2 separate regions of the Acanthopagrus latus genome follow, and region 2 is linked to region 1. A link is a contact called in public Hi-C data. All regions are on one chromosome and are shown on one strand. The core of a region is the stretch at or near the end of the contact, and the rest is flanking DNA. Distances in the headings are between cores, read along the strand shown.

Region 1 (4,567 bases), core at 837-3,336:
ACAACCAGGGCTCCATCAGTGACACGGAGGGCAGCAGTCACCTCAGAGGAGAAGTCAACGTGCCCGGGTGAGTCAATCAGGTTGATCAAGAAGCCATTCCCGTCCTTGGCCTGCTTAATGAAGGCCAAGTCATTATCGCTGAGCTCGTAGAACAGGGAGATGGCGCTGCAAGTTGGAACAATTTGTTAGACAAAGTCAGTTGCCAAAAAAAAAAAAAAAATAAAAAAAAGCCACACCTTCCTATTATCGAGGATTGCCATCCAAAAATTGTTTCCTATGCAGAGAGGTCTTCCATACAATGCCTCCCAATATAGCACTGTCAAAGTCTAACGACTTCACATTAACTAGAATAAAACTTCACAAATTGAAGTCTGCCAATTGTTTTTTTTTAGTACCATAACAGTAAAAAGTCAAAGCAGAACAGTAGTCAAAGTTGTGTTCATGTTCACAACAGCATACTTTGCAAGTGTTTAGCTGTAACATTACAGTATGTGCAATATAACAATTATTAGAAGCTAGACCACAACACAAGTACATTTTGAATTAAATGGGGAGGTGCTGCATAAAAGATGTGTTTAAAAATACACACCACCCTTTACATAAATCTGCTTGCTACAAAATGCTCACACTGCAAAAACAGTGGGGACACAAGATACTTACGTTGACTTGATGGTGATACAACGTTCCTGTTCATCTTTCCGTGTGTCTGTGAAACGGGTCTCTCCAGCACGAGCTGAGGCAATGATGCCAGCCTTCGACACAAGCGAGTCCGTCAGAGTTGACTTTCCGTGGTCGACGTGCGCAATCACAGACATGTTACGGATGTTGGCCTTCTTGTCCATGATGGCACGGATCTGGTCGACTGTGAAGTTCACCTGAGGGGGCAAAATCAAGTTAGAACATTCACAGAAAGAGGAAACACAAACACCTGACAAATCAGAGAAAAGGTCGCAAAGGAGCCTTAATATACACCAGCCTAGGATATCCCCGTTATAACTCATGGACGCTGATTTTCAAGTCGTCATTTGTTTCAGTGCGCACACAATTGTTATTTAACTTGGCCTCACACTAACTGCACCCACAGCTTATCGAAAATTACTGCTGACGCAACGTCAACTGTGCAGCATTTCCACCAGGGCGTTGTGTCCGCCATCAGCATCACATCAGCTGTGACGTTACCGTCAGCTACACCTAACAGAAATTTATTACAGCTCGCTGACGATGTTTAACATTTCAGACGGTGAGCTGCTGATATTCTGACTGCGATGACAACTGAATAACAGTTGGTATAAATACGTTGAACCACGTTAATAGCCGGCACAATGTGTCGGCTCTTGTAGGCCACGTGTACAGACTTTGACACTATGCTAGATGCTAACACGGGCTTGAAAGCTAAATTAGCCGGTCGGGCCAGAAACACGAAATGCCGGCAAGTGTTCCCCCGCCTTACAACGTCAAAAACAAATCGCTGACACTACATCGAGGCGGCCTTTTAAAAAACACGAATGTCCAGATACAGCTACGTTAGTCTTGGTCTTAACAAGAATTCATAGAAAACACTCAACGCTTAATTACAAAGCGGCCACCAATGGTAAAAGTTAGCCAAGTAGTGGCACCCAACGTCAGCCATTTCAGCCTGTACAAAAGGGCCGGCCGGCATATCACCATTCAGAACATGTTTTCAAAGAGGTAAACAAGGGAAAAATCCAGCAACAATTCAGAAGTTGATTTTTTAATCAATAATTACATATAGCGGACAACGTTGCAGAACACGAAATGGCTGCCATTTTGATCAAAGCCCGGTCCATAGATCGGACATGCAAGTAGCGTAGCATCCGTCAAAGTGCCCTCGCAAAATTACAAATACTAACATCGAAGACACCTTTTGTGTCCCATAACTTAATCATCACTCGGAGAAATGTGACAAACTCACCATTTTGGCGGATGGTATTGGATTCGCTTGGTGGCGAAATCAGACAGGAAATTTTACGCTGCCCACCTCACGAGGGCATAGGCAGGGAAGAGGCCGCTGACGTCAGAAAACAGGCCTTTATAATACGTGCGTCATTCCTGTGCGTCTTCACGTACAAATGTCATCACGCTGCTTCGGCTCGTGATCTCAAGTTTGGTTGTCTATGGAGTCGAAGGAGCTTCATCATCATTCATCCGAGTTAAATATTTATTTAAATCACTACAGCCATTGATGATAAAACTAATTATGGCTAATTATGAATCCTGCAAGACATTTGTTAATGCATCAGTAGCTTTATAACATGCTTTTTAAAATTGTATATCAATGAATATAACTTGTAAATTGCATTTATATGATTAAACTCACATCTCTTTTAAATAATACAGAGAAGGAATGGCTCACCAAGAAGCCAACTGAATTTCCACAATTCATAGTACAGTATGTCTTACTTGCTTCAGACACCAGCGACATTCTTTTATGATGCCTGAATTTAATTTACACCAAATAGTCCTTTTTCTAACCCTGAAATTCCACATATTGCTCATGGAAAATAATAAAGTTCCTGGATTTTTGCTGCATCTGCTCATACTTCGTTTTTATTCATATATATATATATATATATATATATATATATATATATATATATATATATATATATATATATATATATATATATATATTTTACCATCTCTTACAGAAACAAATGCAAATATCAAAACAATGAAACTCAAATACACTGCAATGAGCTGTGTTACATTCCATCAACAAATGTAAACTGCATTTTCTTGTTATTTTTTGACCAGGAAAATTTAAACGCTGATGAACTGAAAGAAAGAAAACCTATAATACTATTCTTTCAGGTATTTAACACACTTTTGCAACTCAGAGTCAGTGAAAAAAAAAAAAAGTATTTCTTGAATGGGGTTCTACTATAGACTGCCCGAAGTATTCAGGCCGCTCACTTGTTTTTCCTGTTCAGGGTGTTTTGTATCCACATTTTTTATAAGACTTCCTTTTTTTCCTCCTCCTTTCCACTAGGTGGCTAGTGATCCATTCTGGTGAACATGTGGCATCATACAACAAGTCCTTAAACGACCTTATATGCATGTTCTGGTCATCAGCTACAGGTGGCCTGCTGCAAGTCCCTCACGCCAGTTATGTAAATGTGGGTGATAATATTCCTAACTTATCTTTTTCCCTTTGTAACTTGGTGGTAATCAAATCTTAGTGCTAAATGTCCAAAATTAAGTGACTCAGATCTGCAACACACAAGATTCCTTGAATTATCTAAGTAAAGCTAGAATCTAAGTAAGTAGATTTGCTCAAATACTGTATTCGAGTACAATTTTGAGTTAAGCAATACCTGTAGACCTACTCTACTAGAGTATCTTCATTTTAAGATAGTTTATGTCTCAGCATTATTATTGACAGGCCCACAATGCACCATTTACTCCACTGTATTTTTATGGTATACGGTTGATCACGTACTGCGCCTGCTCTGTAATTAATCCCTGTGCTTATTGCCTTCTCTTGCAAAAAGAGCAAACAGGTATAAAGTGCTTAATAACTATGGAAAACACATACTTATCGGCATGAAATTATTATGAAACAATATTAATCCTGCGTTATGAAAGAAAACACTGGTCAGAAATGATCACTAATCCATCCTGTTGATGAAAAAAAACATGTAATAGTGTTGTGTTGCGTCAGATATTTCATTTTTCATTGTTGGATTCTTCACAACATTATTTTATTCTTCCAGCAGATGGTGCCCCAGCTTTACTTCCAGAAACTTCAGCTTCCAGCACTCCAGTCCCACGAACTGTGCTATTGGGATGATCATTTCACGCTACACTGAGTGAGGCAGTGATTATGTTGCACTCACAGAGACGTTTAAGACAATAAGACAAGGTCAACAATACTTTTCATCATGGAATCGATGCAATCAGTGTGAAAAACTGATAGATGTCTTCTTTGATCGTGCTGGAATCAATACACCTCCAATCTCCGGTTAAACTAGTCTGACTATGAGACTCCTTCTGTTGCTTTAATTGGACCCTGTTTGTCTCATAATCAAGGCTTTCACCAACTCTGTGGCTGTCAGTGATGGAATGTAACCCAGTAGATTCGCTCAAGTGCTGCAAGTACAATTTCTGCTTTACTTAAGTACATTTTCTGCTGTTTTATTCTTTCACTTTTAACAACATGATTTTTTAGCACAACGTCTCTTTTACTCAAGCATGACTTTTGGTTATACATCCCCAGTGGCTTTTAGGTACATATGCAGAGAACGGGATGGAGAAACAACACAATAAGCTGTTTGAGAACTGACAATCTGGTGTAGAGGGAGACGACCGACGACTGATATTCTTTTTACCTTCAAAGGACGTGTTTGTTTTAAACTCTCAGAGGAAATGAACCAAGGGAACATGAATGATGAAATGTATTGTTACTTGTCAAGAGCTCATTGATCCAGGAGTCTTTGTAATTCACACAGTCTTCAGGTAGATAGGTTTTTCTACCTCATGTCAGCTCTGAGGAAAGGTGCTGTTTAACACAAGGATTTAGTGGAGGCTGCAACAAATGGAGCCTGTA
Region 2 (4,567 bases), core at 1,031-3,530, 180 kb before region 1:
TTTAAAAAAAGGACACCAATGTACAGTGCAGACACTGATAATCACAAGGTAACAGAACAGTAAAGTGTATGTGTGGGAAATGAAATGGAGTCATTCTTTGCTGTTGACATGACCCACTTTTAATGTGTGTGTCCTGTTTATACCAATTCTTGGTTGCTGTTATAATAAAAGAGATTTCTTTGTTATTGGCCATTGGAAATGTTAAAAAGTTAAATACAAAACAGTATCCTGACATTACATGTTTAATGTTTTCTGATTGTAGTTTCAACACTCAGATCCTTCTCTGAGCGCAGAACTTTTCACTGCTGGACTGTAATGTATTAAAAGTGTTTATTTTTAACGGTGTAGTGCACATGTTGCTGACATTTCCATCAATCTTCCATCAGTTCTAAGGGTGTAGTGCTCTCAAACAATGTGTTAAGAATGTTTGAATTTATCTCTGTGTTTAATTAAACTTTATTCTAAATTTTGTGATTTGTGCTCCGGTTTGAATTATTTTTGAATTTCGGTAATGAATTGACTGAATTGTTCATGTTGTGATTTACAGATCAAATACACCAGACTCTTGTAAGTTACACTTTTGAATGTTGACATAAATGGTGTATGTTATCTTTATATTTAATTGATAAGACCGGCATTTGAATAATTAAGATTAACAATGAAGGACAGCCAAGAGTCCTTGAGTGTTTTTTGGCTAATTATGAGGTTTACTGAAGAACCTAATCCATCTTAAAGTATAGGGTTATTTAAACCACTTGATTCTCCATGTGTTCAAAATGTTCCTTTAATTTGCCCACGAGTCATGCTAAACATTTACACGTAAAATTGCACATATATATTTTGTCTCCTGCTTGTATCTGTCCGGTGACTCTGTTTATAACAATTTCAGAGCAATCTTTTAAATCCAAGATGCAATTAACACAGTTACAGTGTCATATCAAATGGAAAACATTAACAATGTCCATTTTTACCATGATTTATAACTTTAAAATCTCTGTGATCTGACACAAATAAAGGTCTTTTTGAGTGTTTTGAGTACCTTTGTATGAAGTTCCACTGATTAACTTGAACACCATAGAATTGTGGAGATTGAAATCCCTCCAAAATAGGATACAACACAACCCATCACATTAGCCCAGACAACAGTAATAGCACAGTATCCGGAGTGATCTACTTTGTTCTGCCAGTTTTAGTGAGGAAATGAATTAAACCAGTCAGGTCAAATCCTGAACCATATTGCCCTCTTCTGTTTAGATAATAGAACACGTTTTACATGCACAAAAGAGAACACTACACTGACTTTACAGTACCAAGCTTTTTGAGTTGTAATTAGCTATATTAATTTATATGTAGGCTTATGTTCTATTAATTTAAAAAGTCTAAACCAATATCACATAATTGTAAAAAATATAGCTTGTATTGTACTGGTTAATGTATTTGGTACTGCCTTTGTGAACTATATTCAAAAAGCTCTATAAAAAATTTAACTCAATCCTATATTTCCTATATCATTTACTGCATGCTGTACTCATTAAAACATAATCAAATATAACATTCTCCATCCAGCAGCAATAGTGACACAAGCCTGCTCTCCTACTGAATGCACAGCATTGTCTTATTGACGTTTCGCATCCAAGTAAAGCCAAAACAAAACACACCATGTTATTACATGATACTGCAATTCCTTCAATTGATTTGTGTGTTTCCATGAGGCTATTCTTTGCCACATATGAGGAGCTGCTGGAAAAGCAGGGCTGGATCACGACAGGGAGTACAAGTGTGTTCTTGGTATGCCTATTTACATTTTGCTTTAAGTGTGACACAATATGCTTCTTGCGTTTTGGACAGGGAGTGACTGCTCTTTACTTTGACATGTACGTGTATTTAGTTAATTACTCGTTTTAATTAAATTATGAGCATACCTTAGACAAAGCATCAGCGCCACATCTCACAGCCGGCGCGGACCCTGAAATGGATTTTTTTGCTCGGACGGGGCTTGAACACACCATGCGACCCCGTCCACTTGACACCCCATACTTTACATCCATGTTGAATTAAAGCCGTTTTTAAGATAAACGTTCACAATACCTCAATACTATTAAACCGAAACATCACGGGTATCAAAATAATTTCACACGTGGTATAAACTATCGACGCTGAGGCCTATTTTGGAAATGAGACCTGTCTCTTAGTGTTTTTAAAAAGTTGAACTGTAACTTTAAAACACTGTGATCCCGCCCATTTCACATGCAGCCCGTAGGGCTCTGCTTCAAACCTCACTGTGATTGGTCGAGGCTACCCGTCTATCAAAGCAGGCTCTGCGTTTCATTGGTGAAACACTAGCAGCCGCCTCTGACTCTCGCGGTACTGCTGCAGGAAGATGGCGGCCGAACTGGTGGAAGCGATGGCAAGTAGAGCTTGGCTAGCTTTGGTTTGATGGAAGACGGGCGCGGGAGTATGATTTGAAACCCAGCATAGTTGAGGGGAAACTGCCGGCTTTGTGTGAATATAGTGAAGAGTTTGTACTCTCACAAATGTGGCGTATTACAGTCACGACGAAACGAACTAGCCTGTGGTGCTAGCATAGCTAGCCTGCTAGGTAACGTTAACTATGCAAGTGCGTTGGTCCAGCTAGCATCACGCTGGCTTTGAAGGAAGACACCGAAAATGAATGATGTGAACATGAATACACTTGGGGGTTCGCAGCTAACATACTTCCCAGCGCGACAATATTTGATGTCATTTGACTCACAGTCATGTCTGTCTGTATTTAGCCTGTTAGTTTATGAAGCTGTGCACCTGTCAAAATGTCCAGTTGCAATGATTGAATACCGACAGCCCAGTCTGTGGAGAAGCTAGCCAGCTGCTAAGCGCAGGCTACATTGGTAATATTCACATGAGGCTAGAGAAACTGCAACATTACTGACTTGATCGCGGCATTTTTGCACAGCGTGTTCAACAGAAGCCCGATTGGCAGCTACATTTTAAAAAAAGAATAAATCTAGACACAAAGCTGTTGTGCTACTGATGTCCAACGCAACAATGTCAGACAAAGCTAATGCTACGCCGCTCAGGTTTTTCCAACAATAATTCGTGTTTTGCTCCACAATCAAGATTGTATACTCTGTGTTGTTGCTGCATTTTAAATCAGCATCCGCCTACAGGCGATATGTTTTGTCATATGTGTCCTGTAATGGGATCATCGATTCCACTTAGAGCTTTATCTAAGTGTTATAGTGTTATATACACATTTAGTTCTGCTAATCGAAATGTGGACTCGTAATGTCGAGTATGTTAAACACGTGTCACACTGAAGGTTACATTTGTATTTGACTGTGTCTCCGTCTGCACTTTGATTTAGTGCGCTCAAAAAGTAAACAAATGGGCTTGTTGTGGTTTCACTTCCGCTCGAAGTTTAGACGTCACTTGAATCGATTTATTAAAAAAAAAACATGCTCTCCAGCAGTGTTAGGGCACACTGACAAGACGCTGCATTTTGTGGAAGTTGATTGGTTTTACATTTCGGTAGACGTGTAAATATCACACAAGGCAAACTAAACCTGTCTCTTTCCAAATAAAGATCCAAACTCTAGCTTTTACCAGATATTTCATTTGGTATTGTGTTTAAAAGTGTTTTGTGATTCTTCTTGAAACATTTTTCTTAAAACCCTCTGATTAATCACAGTCCAATTTGTCAGTGGGTTTTATATGTTTGTATGCCTCACATGACCTATTAAGTGTGTAGTGGGAGGTCCAGTCATACATTGTAACCGTTTCAGTTTTCTGGAATTTTGGTTTATGGTACCACCGTTTTTTAAGAAGGGAATAATCAAAATCTCTCTAGAAGCTTACTTATCCCTCCAATTACGAGACAGGTTCAAGCCTCTGTAGGATTAAAGTGACTAAGGATAAAGGCTAATTTTAGCAGGAATCAGACACTGCTATGTCCTGTTAAATGCATACATACATAGAAGTGCAGATATTTGCGTCAAGCCTGTCATGGACAAAGTTATTAGATGGGTTGTAGGCAAGAATTCCACAAGGAATTGAATCACTCAATCCATTTTGACATTTTCTGCTTCTTTTTTTGAGACTATGTTTAGGAACTTGATACACTCACTAGATAATTTCACAGATCAAAAACGTAATGTAATGGAACATATTTTTCAACTTTGTCACATAGATAGACAATGATTTTTTCTCACAGTGAGAGTGATGCTGTAGAACATCAGACTGTGATTACCTTGAAAAAGAGCTTCAGTAATTGAGAAAAGAATATATATTGAAAATTGTGGAGTTCTCAGAGTCACAGGTCAAATACATCCAGAGCCATTAGCACTGTAGTAAATTAGTTTGAATTTCAATCAAGTATCAATATGCCTTGGCTCTCAAATTCAGTCTGGATTTGTAAATTCACTGCACTGTCACTCAGATCTTCAATATCTACAGCTTTCATTGTTCTTGTGTTGTGTTCCTAATCTTCTTTTTTTCTTGTTCCCCTCTAGAACATGGTCAAAAGTTTCCGGGTCTCAGACCTGCAGACGCTGCTGGCCTCAATGGGCCGCAG

The links. A called contact is a pair of places that touch in the nucleus more often than the background predicts.
Region 2: a Hi-C map of muscle shows a contact between it and region 1, with 2.4 times the contacts expected there. The contact joins the promoter of pias4a here to the promoter of LOC119028428 in region 1. A contact is called at or near these places in 2 of 4 Hi-C or Micro-C datasets (liver and muscle).

What each region holds. Positions count from the first base shown.
Region 1 is chr11:10,671,769-10,676,335 of fAcaLat1.1, reverse strand. It overlaps LOC119028428 (elongation factor 2-like), which reads right to left and starts at 2,086. Exons shown (of 13, transcript XM_037114393.1): 1 at 1,934-2,086; 2 at 661-875; 3 at 1-165. The coding sequence starts at 1,936. LOC119028431 (a long non-coding RNA gene) reads left to right here and starts at 884. Exons shown (of 3, transcript XR_005077706.1): 1 at 884-1,240; 2 at 3,011-3,137; 3 at 3,735-4,567.
Region 2 is chr11:10,856,200-10,860,766 of fAcaLat1.1, reverse strand. It overlaps pias4a (E3 SUMO-protein ligase PIAS4-A), which reads left to right and starts at 2,280. Exons shown (of 11, transcript XM_037114844.1): 1 at 2,280-2,407; 2 at 4,506-4,567. The coding sequence starts at 2,381. foxq2 (forkhead box Q2) reads right to left here and starts at 79. Exons shown (of 2, transcript XM_037114845.1): 1 at 1-79.